Regions from separate parts of the Sus scrofa genome. Here region 2 is linked to region 1. A link is a contact called in public Hi-C data. All regions are on one chromosome and are shown on one strand. Each heading gives the region's core, a stretch centred on a gene start, on an enhancer-like site or on the middle of the called end of the contact. The rest is flanking DNA. Distances are from core to core; before and after follow the strand shown.

Region 1 (3,735 bases), core at 599-3,098:
TACGGGGTTGGTGGGGGGTGGGGGTTGGTGGAGGATGGGGGTGGGGGGGTTGGTGGAGGGGGGGTGGGGGTTGGTGGGCAGGGTGGGGGTGGGGGGATGGGGTTGGTGGGGGAACCAGACCTGGGAACACTTCCTGGAAGCAGTGGCTCAGAAGAAAGAAGGCGACTGCCCAGGTAGAGGGGACAGCTTGAGCAGGAGCAGGGCCGCGGGAAGCCACAGGACCCACAGCGATGGTGGCGGTTGGGATGTGAGATTCACGGCGGGAAGACCCAGAGGAGGGAGGGAGGAGGATGCTGCGGGGGCTCAGGTGGCGGTTCCGAGTCCCCCGCGGAGGCGGGACACTGACTGGGGCTCCGGGCTGCTTCTGGGAAGGGCTCCTGGATCTATTCTCAGAGCTCCCCAGGGACGGGGAGGGCCGAGTGATTCAGGTCGGATCGGCTGTTGACACGGCTTCCGGACACGCAAGTTGAGGGGCAGGTTCCTGGAGGGCGAGCCTTCCCACCCGCCACCCCCGCAGCCCCTCAACCCACAGGAGGGCCAAGGGAAGTGGGGTCGGACCCACGCCTGCATTATTCATCAAACAGCCTAAAAAAAGCCAACCAGAGACGCCGAGGGTAATAATGAAAATAACAATTCCTTAAACGTGATCAGAGGCAGGGGACCTCTCCCCGCCCAGTCCCCCCACCCCCCACCGTGAGGTCACTCCTCACCCTCCCTCCACCCCGGGAAACTGAGACTCGGGGAGGGAAGTGGCTCCAGGGGACCAGTCATTAGGAGACTGGGGGCCCCATCCCAGGGCATCTGTGTGCCTGGTGGAGGCGGGCTGGGCACAGCCGGAAAGGGACCTCTGCCTGGACACAGTAACCCAGAAGTCCCCCCAGTCTTGGGAGGGTGGAAGGGGGAGGGTGTGGCTGGACCCAGGGTCCCTCAGGATGTTCTCACAGGCCCCACAGTGGGCACAGCAACCTGCAACAGTGTGCGGGAGCCAGTAATGTGGCAGTGAGACCCGGATGGGTTGCGCAAAGCTTGGCAGGCGTGGAGTGGGGCGTGGAGGGGCGGGGTGAGGGAGGTGGGCTCTGAGCGGGTGAGGGGAGCAGGTGTCCTGGCATTCTGCCATCATACCACCGGGAGCCGAGGCCCAGGAGGAAAGGGATGGGGCAGCCCAGGCTGGATTAGGGTAGAGCAGCCCAGTCTGAAGGTACACCTTTGCCCTGGGGCTCTGAAGCAGAAAAACCCTGAGATGGGAGCATCCCAGTCCACACCGGCCTAAGCGCAGCAACTGCCAGGGTCGCTGCTTCAGGGACCCAGACTTATTGGGGTGCTGGTGACACCTCTGACATCCCGCCTCACTTGAGAGACAGGGACCCTCCCCCCGCACACCAAGGCAGGGCCTGGTTTGCTTGCTCTCTGAGCACAGTTGGTGAACGGACAGACTGTTTTTGTTTGTTTTTTTCACGGCCGTACCTGCGGCACATGGAAGTTCCCACACTCGGGGTCGAATCGGAGCTCCAGCTGCCGGCCTACCCCACAGCCACAGCAACGCCAGATCCAAGCTGCATCAGCTTTTGACAATGCTGGATCCTTAGCACACCGAGCAGGGCCAGGGTTGAATCTGCATCCTCGCAGAGACTGGGTCTGGTTCTTAACCTGCTGAGCCACAAAGGGAACTCCCAGACTGATTTTTGAACCCTTGATCCCTGTTGGACTCAGCTCTCTCCTTTGACCAGCTGCTTTGCCGGGGCCAGGCCAGACAATAGTTAGTTGCTGGACCACTCCCAGGCGTGGCCAGATGTGGCCTGCCAGGCCTTCCGGGGCCAGAGGGGACCTTCCCGCATGGCTCTGACTAACAGGACCCTGCATCTGTGTAGCCTCACAACAGAGCTGTTGCCAGGGTGACCTCCAGACTTGGTAGCCTGGGACCTGGGCCTTCGGCCACCTCACACTGGCTGCTGGCATGAGCCCTTACGGGGCAGCCATCCCTGGCTTGGCCAGGCTGTGCAGGACAATAAGACAGGGGACAGCCCTGTCTGGGCCTTTGGGGCTGAGCTGGCTCAGCTTGCAGGAAGAGCAGAGAGGAAGTCGAATCTTGGTTCCTCTCTCTCTTTCTCTCTCCCTACCCCACGGCCTTAGTCTTCGGATTTCTCCGGCAGGGACTCCACGTGGTCACCTCATTGCATAGACCAGGTCCCAGGGCAGCGGCGTGGGTGCCTCCAGAGCTCTCTCCGCCCTCGTCCCAGCCATTCCCATAGGCATCCTCCCCTCCCCACTCCACCCTGCCCTCAGCCCCAGGCCCAGCTCAGGCTCCCTCCTGAGCCCAGTCTAGGATCACCGCCGAGTCTCCTGTCTAGACTCTAGGAGGACCTCAAGTTCCCAAAGTGGCCTCAACAGCTCCCGCCCTTCCCTCCAGAATCCCTCCCTAGCTCCCCTGTCACTCTCCCGTCTGAAAAAGCAAAGTTCATGCACTTAACCAATGTATACATTTATTTGTAAAGTATAAGCATATGCCACCATGCAAATTTGTTGATAGGAGTTCCCTTTGTGGCTCAGCGGAAACAAATCTGGCTAGCATCCATGAGGACGCAGGTTCGATCCTTGGCCTCGCTCAGTGCATTAAAGGATTCAGGGTTGCCGAGAGCTGTGGTGTAGGTTGCAGAGTGGCTCGGATCAGTGTTGCTGTGGCTGTGGTGTAGGCTGGTGGCTACAGTTCCGCTTCGACCCCTAGGCTAGGAACTTCCATTTGCCATGGGTGAGGCCCTAAAAAACCTAATAATAATAATTATAAATTAAAAAAACTTCCCAGTTTAAAAAAATTATTGGATAAATTATAAAATAGATACCAAAAAATAGAAACTGAAAAAAGAATGAAAGAGGAGTAAATTAGTCATGTAAGCTTATATTTTCTTATTATTACTAAAAATTATGATTGTGTTTCATTTTTAATAAAATCTTGGGTTTTTTTTTTTTTTTTTTGCTTTGCTTTTTAGGGCCACTCGTGTGGCATATGAAGGTTCCCAGGCTAGGGGTCGCATTGGAGCTGAAGCTGTGGGCCTATACCACAGCCATAGCAACGCAGGATCCAAATCTTGTCTTGGCAACACTGGATCCTTAACCCACCCAGCGGGGCCAGGGATTGAACCCACATCCTCATGGATACTCGTCGGGTTCGCTTCCACTGAGCCTCAGCGGGAACTGTAAATCTTGGTTTAATGATGGTGTGTACTCATTGATTGAGAATCTAGTACAAAACTCCTTTTGTATTTTCACTTGGCTTAATGCCTTGGTAGCTGAAAAATACACCGACCTCACAGCGAGCAGAAGCTGCACATGGAAGAAAAGTGTTCCTGGCTGTGCTTTTACTAAATCACAAGGTGAGAGTTTTTAATGCTGGGCAGAGGTTTTCTTCGCCACTTGGTTTAACCAATGTCAATCAGTTGTTGTTGGAAACTAATCAGAGATGTTATTTTTTAATTATTTTTTGACAAATGCATTCAAAAGTCACTGAAACTCTTTACTTAGAAGATTTTTTTAAAAAAGGTTTTAAAATTCGATTTCCCTGTTTTTAAACATGTGGGTGTCACAGAGGGACGATGCTCTAATAATCACTTCAGGCACAAAATCTTTCTAAAAGAGTCGAGCAGCAAAGAGCTCTTTCTGTAGCAGGAGTTTCTTTCCAAAAGTGCTTACTTAATCTTAAAACAGCGTTTTTACCTGTTCTATCTATTTATTGTTTTAGCA
Region 2 (3,735 bases), core at 920-3,419, 42 kb before region 1:
GATAAAACCTCCTGCTTCTCATACCCATGGAATCGTGGGCTGTCTGGGACGAAGGAAGCCTGGGATCTGCCCAGGCTCCCGTGTCATTGGCTTCACCCTCTTACCTGTGCCCGGCCGGTCAGGTGCATGACGGTGCTCAGTCAAGGGTGAGACAACGAAAACGCCCCTCTCTCTGCCCCGTTTCACAGATGAGAAAACTGAGACCCAGAGAGGGTCGAGGACTCAGAGAGTCCACGGCAGAGCCGGGCTAGAACCTGGTGGCCTGTGGGGCAGCGGGTGGCTCCAGTGCTGTTTGGGGGCCTGAGCCCAGGCGTTCCCCCACATTCTTCCTTAGGCCCCGGGGGGCCAGGTGTGGGCTCCCCCCTGCCCCGGGCCTGATCTTGGAAAACACTACACGATGCTGCTGTCACCTCCCAGGAGCCAGGCCTCGGGAGCAGCTCTTTGTATAACCCACATGAATGTATTAAAAAAGGATTTTGGAGAACCCGTGCAGGCTGCCAGCCTCTTCCTCGCAGTGGGTAGTTGGCATCATGGCGTCCGTTGAACCCCCCGCTCCTCCACGGTCCTTCTGGCATCTGAGGCCTCATGCAGACCCCTGCCTGAGGGGGGGACAGGCTGAGGACCACTGGGTGGGGGGCTGAGGCTCTGGGGCATCACCACCCTGGACCTTGGCCCCTCAGCCCCTGGCATGTCCCCTGCCACACCTCTGTCCCCTCACCCTCCGCGAGCCCCACCCCCCTGAGAAGGTGGCGGCTTCCAGCAGGAAGCCCGTCGTCGGCCTTCCCTCCTCTGACCCGGCTTCCGCTGGCCCCGCTCGGGGGCAGCGCTGTCTCCCTCCCCCGGGGCCTTGGCCGCCCTCTCTCGTCCTCACTCGCCGCTCCCTCAGCCCCTCCTCCTCTCTGTTGGCCTCTTCCTCTCAGGCTTCAGCTGTGCCCAAGGCTCACCCATCTTCAGAACCATAAGAAGACCCCTAAACCACTTTCTGCTCTCCTTTTCCTACTTCCCGAATCAGCTTCTGGTACAGTAGCTTCCCCTGCGCCCCCTCCAGCCTCACACACCCCGGGCTGCCTCCAACCCCCACTTCCACCTTGTTCCCTGGTGCCCTGGCTGAGGCCCTCAGCCTCCTTGACTCTCCGCTGCAGCGCCCCTCGCCTCTGTCCTCCCCGTCACCCCCAACCCCTGGACACACTCCTGGCGTCTAGGACCCCAGAGGCCTTCCTCCCGGGCCACTTCTTTTCAGGCTCTGCGGTGTGCTCCTCTTCCTCGGGCCATCTGCATGGAGACGCCAGGACTCTTCTCCCAGGAAGGTCATTGCCCTCAGCGTTGTAGCCACCCCGCTGCTCTGACGACACCCACATCCCTGTCTTCAGCCCCAGCCCCTCCTGAGCATGCTGCCCTGATACCCCGACCCCCAGAGGCCTCCCCAGCTAGACAGTTGCCCATCTCCCAGGGACTGGAGGACCGAGAATGAGCAGCCAGGCTGCAGTTCAAGGTTGAACTTGGAAGAGCCAGGAGGAGCCAGAAGAAGAGCGTTCCTGGTTCCTGGAAGGGAGCTGGAGGGCAAGGGTGGGCTGTGGGGCCTGGGGGAGGGGCGTCCCCGGCTCTCCCACTTTGCAGCCCCTGTCCTTGTCTTCAGGTGGCCCCATCTCCTCTTCTCAGCTGCCTGACCCCCAGACACTCCCCCTTGGTAGGTGCCAGCCTGCTTTTTTCTGCCTCCTCTCGTGCAAGCTCCAGCTCGGCCTCCCTCACCCCCAAGGATCCTGGCGGTCCCTCCAGCCCAGCTTCTTCCCTGGGCTGTGACCCCTCACCTCCCCGTTCCTGCTCCCGTCGGAAGGAAGCGTGAACTGCCTAGTCCATGGGTGGGGCTGGGGTGGAGAGGGCAGATGGCTTGATGCCCTGACACATAGTAGGTGCTCCATGAAGGCCTTAAGAAAGTCACTAGTATGGGCTGCGCTCAGCTTAGGACTCTGCCGGTGGGCCTCCAACCCTGCCGGGAGCCCACCCAGCCGTGACCCCTCTTCCTGGCAAACAGGGGAGTTTGCTCGCCCCCGGCCAAGACCTCCAGCAAGGCAGAAATTCCTGTTTTCGGCCGAACATAGACACAGCTGCCCACTAGGTCATCAGAGCATCCGGTAAGTTCCAGGGAGAGAGGAGGCCCTCGCCCAGCCCCCGTCACAGACGGACTGCAGTGCCAGGTCTCCCGGCTCCCTTGATCCAGTGAGCTGCTCCGGCCCTCCACGAGGACCAGGGCCCAGCAGAAGCCAAGCTCGCAGGCCTGGCAAGAGAGGAAGAAGCCGGCAGCCATGGCCGGCCGCTGCCTCCCCCTCTCTGTCCCCTGTGCTAGCATATCCCCTGGGACCCAGGGTCTCCCTTCTGCTTTCTGGGTCCCTGTCATCTAGCAGCTCACAAGGCCCTGCAAGTCTGGGTCCCCACGGCCCTCCAGCGCCATCCCGTCTGGCCACCTCCCACCTCTCACTCAAACTGATGATCACTGAGCATTTCCGGGGGGGCCCTGCACGGACCACTTGGTGTACATAGTCTTAGATAATTCCACTAGCCTTTAGAGAGACCCTCATTTTATTATTAATATTTTTTTCTTTTCGTGGCCACACACACATATGGAAGTTCCTGGGCTAGGAGTCTGATCGGAGCTGCGGCTGCCAGCCTACGCCACAGCCATGGCAATGCCAGATCCAAGCTGCATCTGTGACCTACGCCGCAGCTCATAGCAACACTGGATCTTTAACCCACCAAGCAAGGCCAGGGATCGAACGCGCGTCCTCACGAGCCACAGCAGGAACTCCCATCATCTTCATTTTAGCGAAGCTGAGACTCAAGATTCCACGGCTGTAAGATGCCACAGTGGAGATTTGAACCCAGGTCTGCCTCCCTCCTCTTAACCATTAGGCAGTGATCTTAGGGACCATTAGGGAGCACCCCTCCTGATCTAGTGAACACCAGGCTCTCCCCGACCTCCTCTATTTGAAGTGTCTCACCCACCCTGATCCACCTGCCAAATGCCTTATTCAACCCCTGGCCTCATCGCCTCTGGGAAGACCGCCCTGATTGCCCTCCTCCAGCTGCCAGCGGCCTTGGGCTGCCCTGGGCCACAGTCCTGGGATGTCTGCCTGACCCACCACCAGGCTGGGAGCTCCTGGGGGGAGGTCCCACCGGATCCTTTCTGTGTTCCTGGGCCCGTGAACCAGCACTGAGGCAAGTTCGGAGACGTCTCCTGGATGGATGGTGCTGCCCTCCAGGACCTAAAGGCTTTGGGAGTAAGATCAGCTCTCAGACCAAGAATGAGGGCCAGGCTGTTCAGACAGACCCAAGGGACACAGGGGACTGCAGGGTGTGGGCTGCCCGGGGGAGAGGCCTCTCCTCTCCCCAGCCTCGTTCCCCTTCGTTCCTCTTGCCTCTGGGACCCCGCTCTCCCCCCACCCCCACCCTCTCTTCTGCATCTCCTGCCTTGGCCACCTCTCCCCCACCCCTCTCACTGGGAGCAGTCGGGGCTGTGGTGCTGAGAACGCAGAGGGGTGAAGGGAGGGAGGCCCGAGCTGTTTATAGGAACTGGAGCAGCTCCATCCATCAGCTCTGTTTGGAGCTGGAGACCAAGCATAATAAATACCTTGGCTCCTCCCCAGCTGTGCTTTCCCTGAACTTGGCCATTCGAACTCCAAATCTCTCTGGCCTGCTGGTTCTCAGGACCCAGTTCCCACCCCACCCCACCCCGCTCCC

The links. Hi-C and Micro-C count contacts between places; a contact is called where the count stands out from the background.
Region 2: a contact with region 1 is called in a Hi-C map of retroperitoneal adipose tissue, with 1.5 times the contacts expected there. The contact joins two enhancer-like sites. A contact is called at or near these places in 1 of 5 promoter capture datasets (liver), 6 of 47 Hi-C or Micro-C datasets (embryonic fibroblasts, fetal heart ventricle, heart right ventricle and 2 more) and 1 of 2 datasets of contacts at active chromatin or transcription factors (skeletal muscle).

What each region holds. Positions count from the first base shown.
Region 1 is chr9:10,756,879-10,760,613 of Sscrofa11.1, reverse strand. No RefSeq gene overlaps it. Among named protein-coding and RNA genes, the nearest start is that of LRRC32, 57 kb to the left of the region's middle. Within about 2 kb of position 1,848, at least 24 of the 83 cell types and tissues checked have an H3K27ac peak or open chromatin away from gene starts, as enhancers often do. A contact at or near this core is called in liver and retroperitoneal adipose tissue, where this site is marked.
Region 2 is chr9:10,798,980-10,802,714 of Sscrofa11.1, reverse strand. It overlaps LRRC32 (leucine-rich repeat-containing protein 32), which reads left to right. Exons shown (of 3, transcript XM_003129671.4): 3 at 1-487. Among named protein-coding and RNA genes, the nearest start is that of LRRC32, 15 kb to the left of the region's middle. Within about 2 kb of position 2,169, at least 23 of the 83 cell types and tissues checked have an H3K27ac peak or open chromatin away from gene starts, as enhancers often do. A contact at or near this core is called in liver and retroperitoneal adipose tissue, where this site is marked.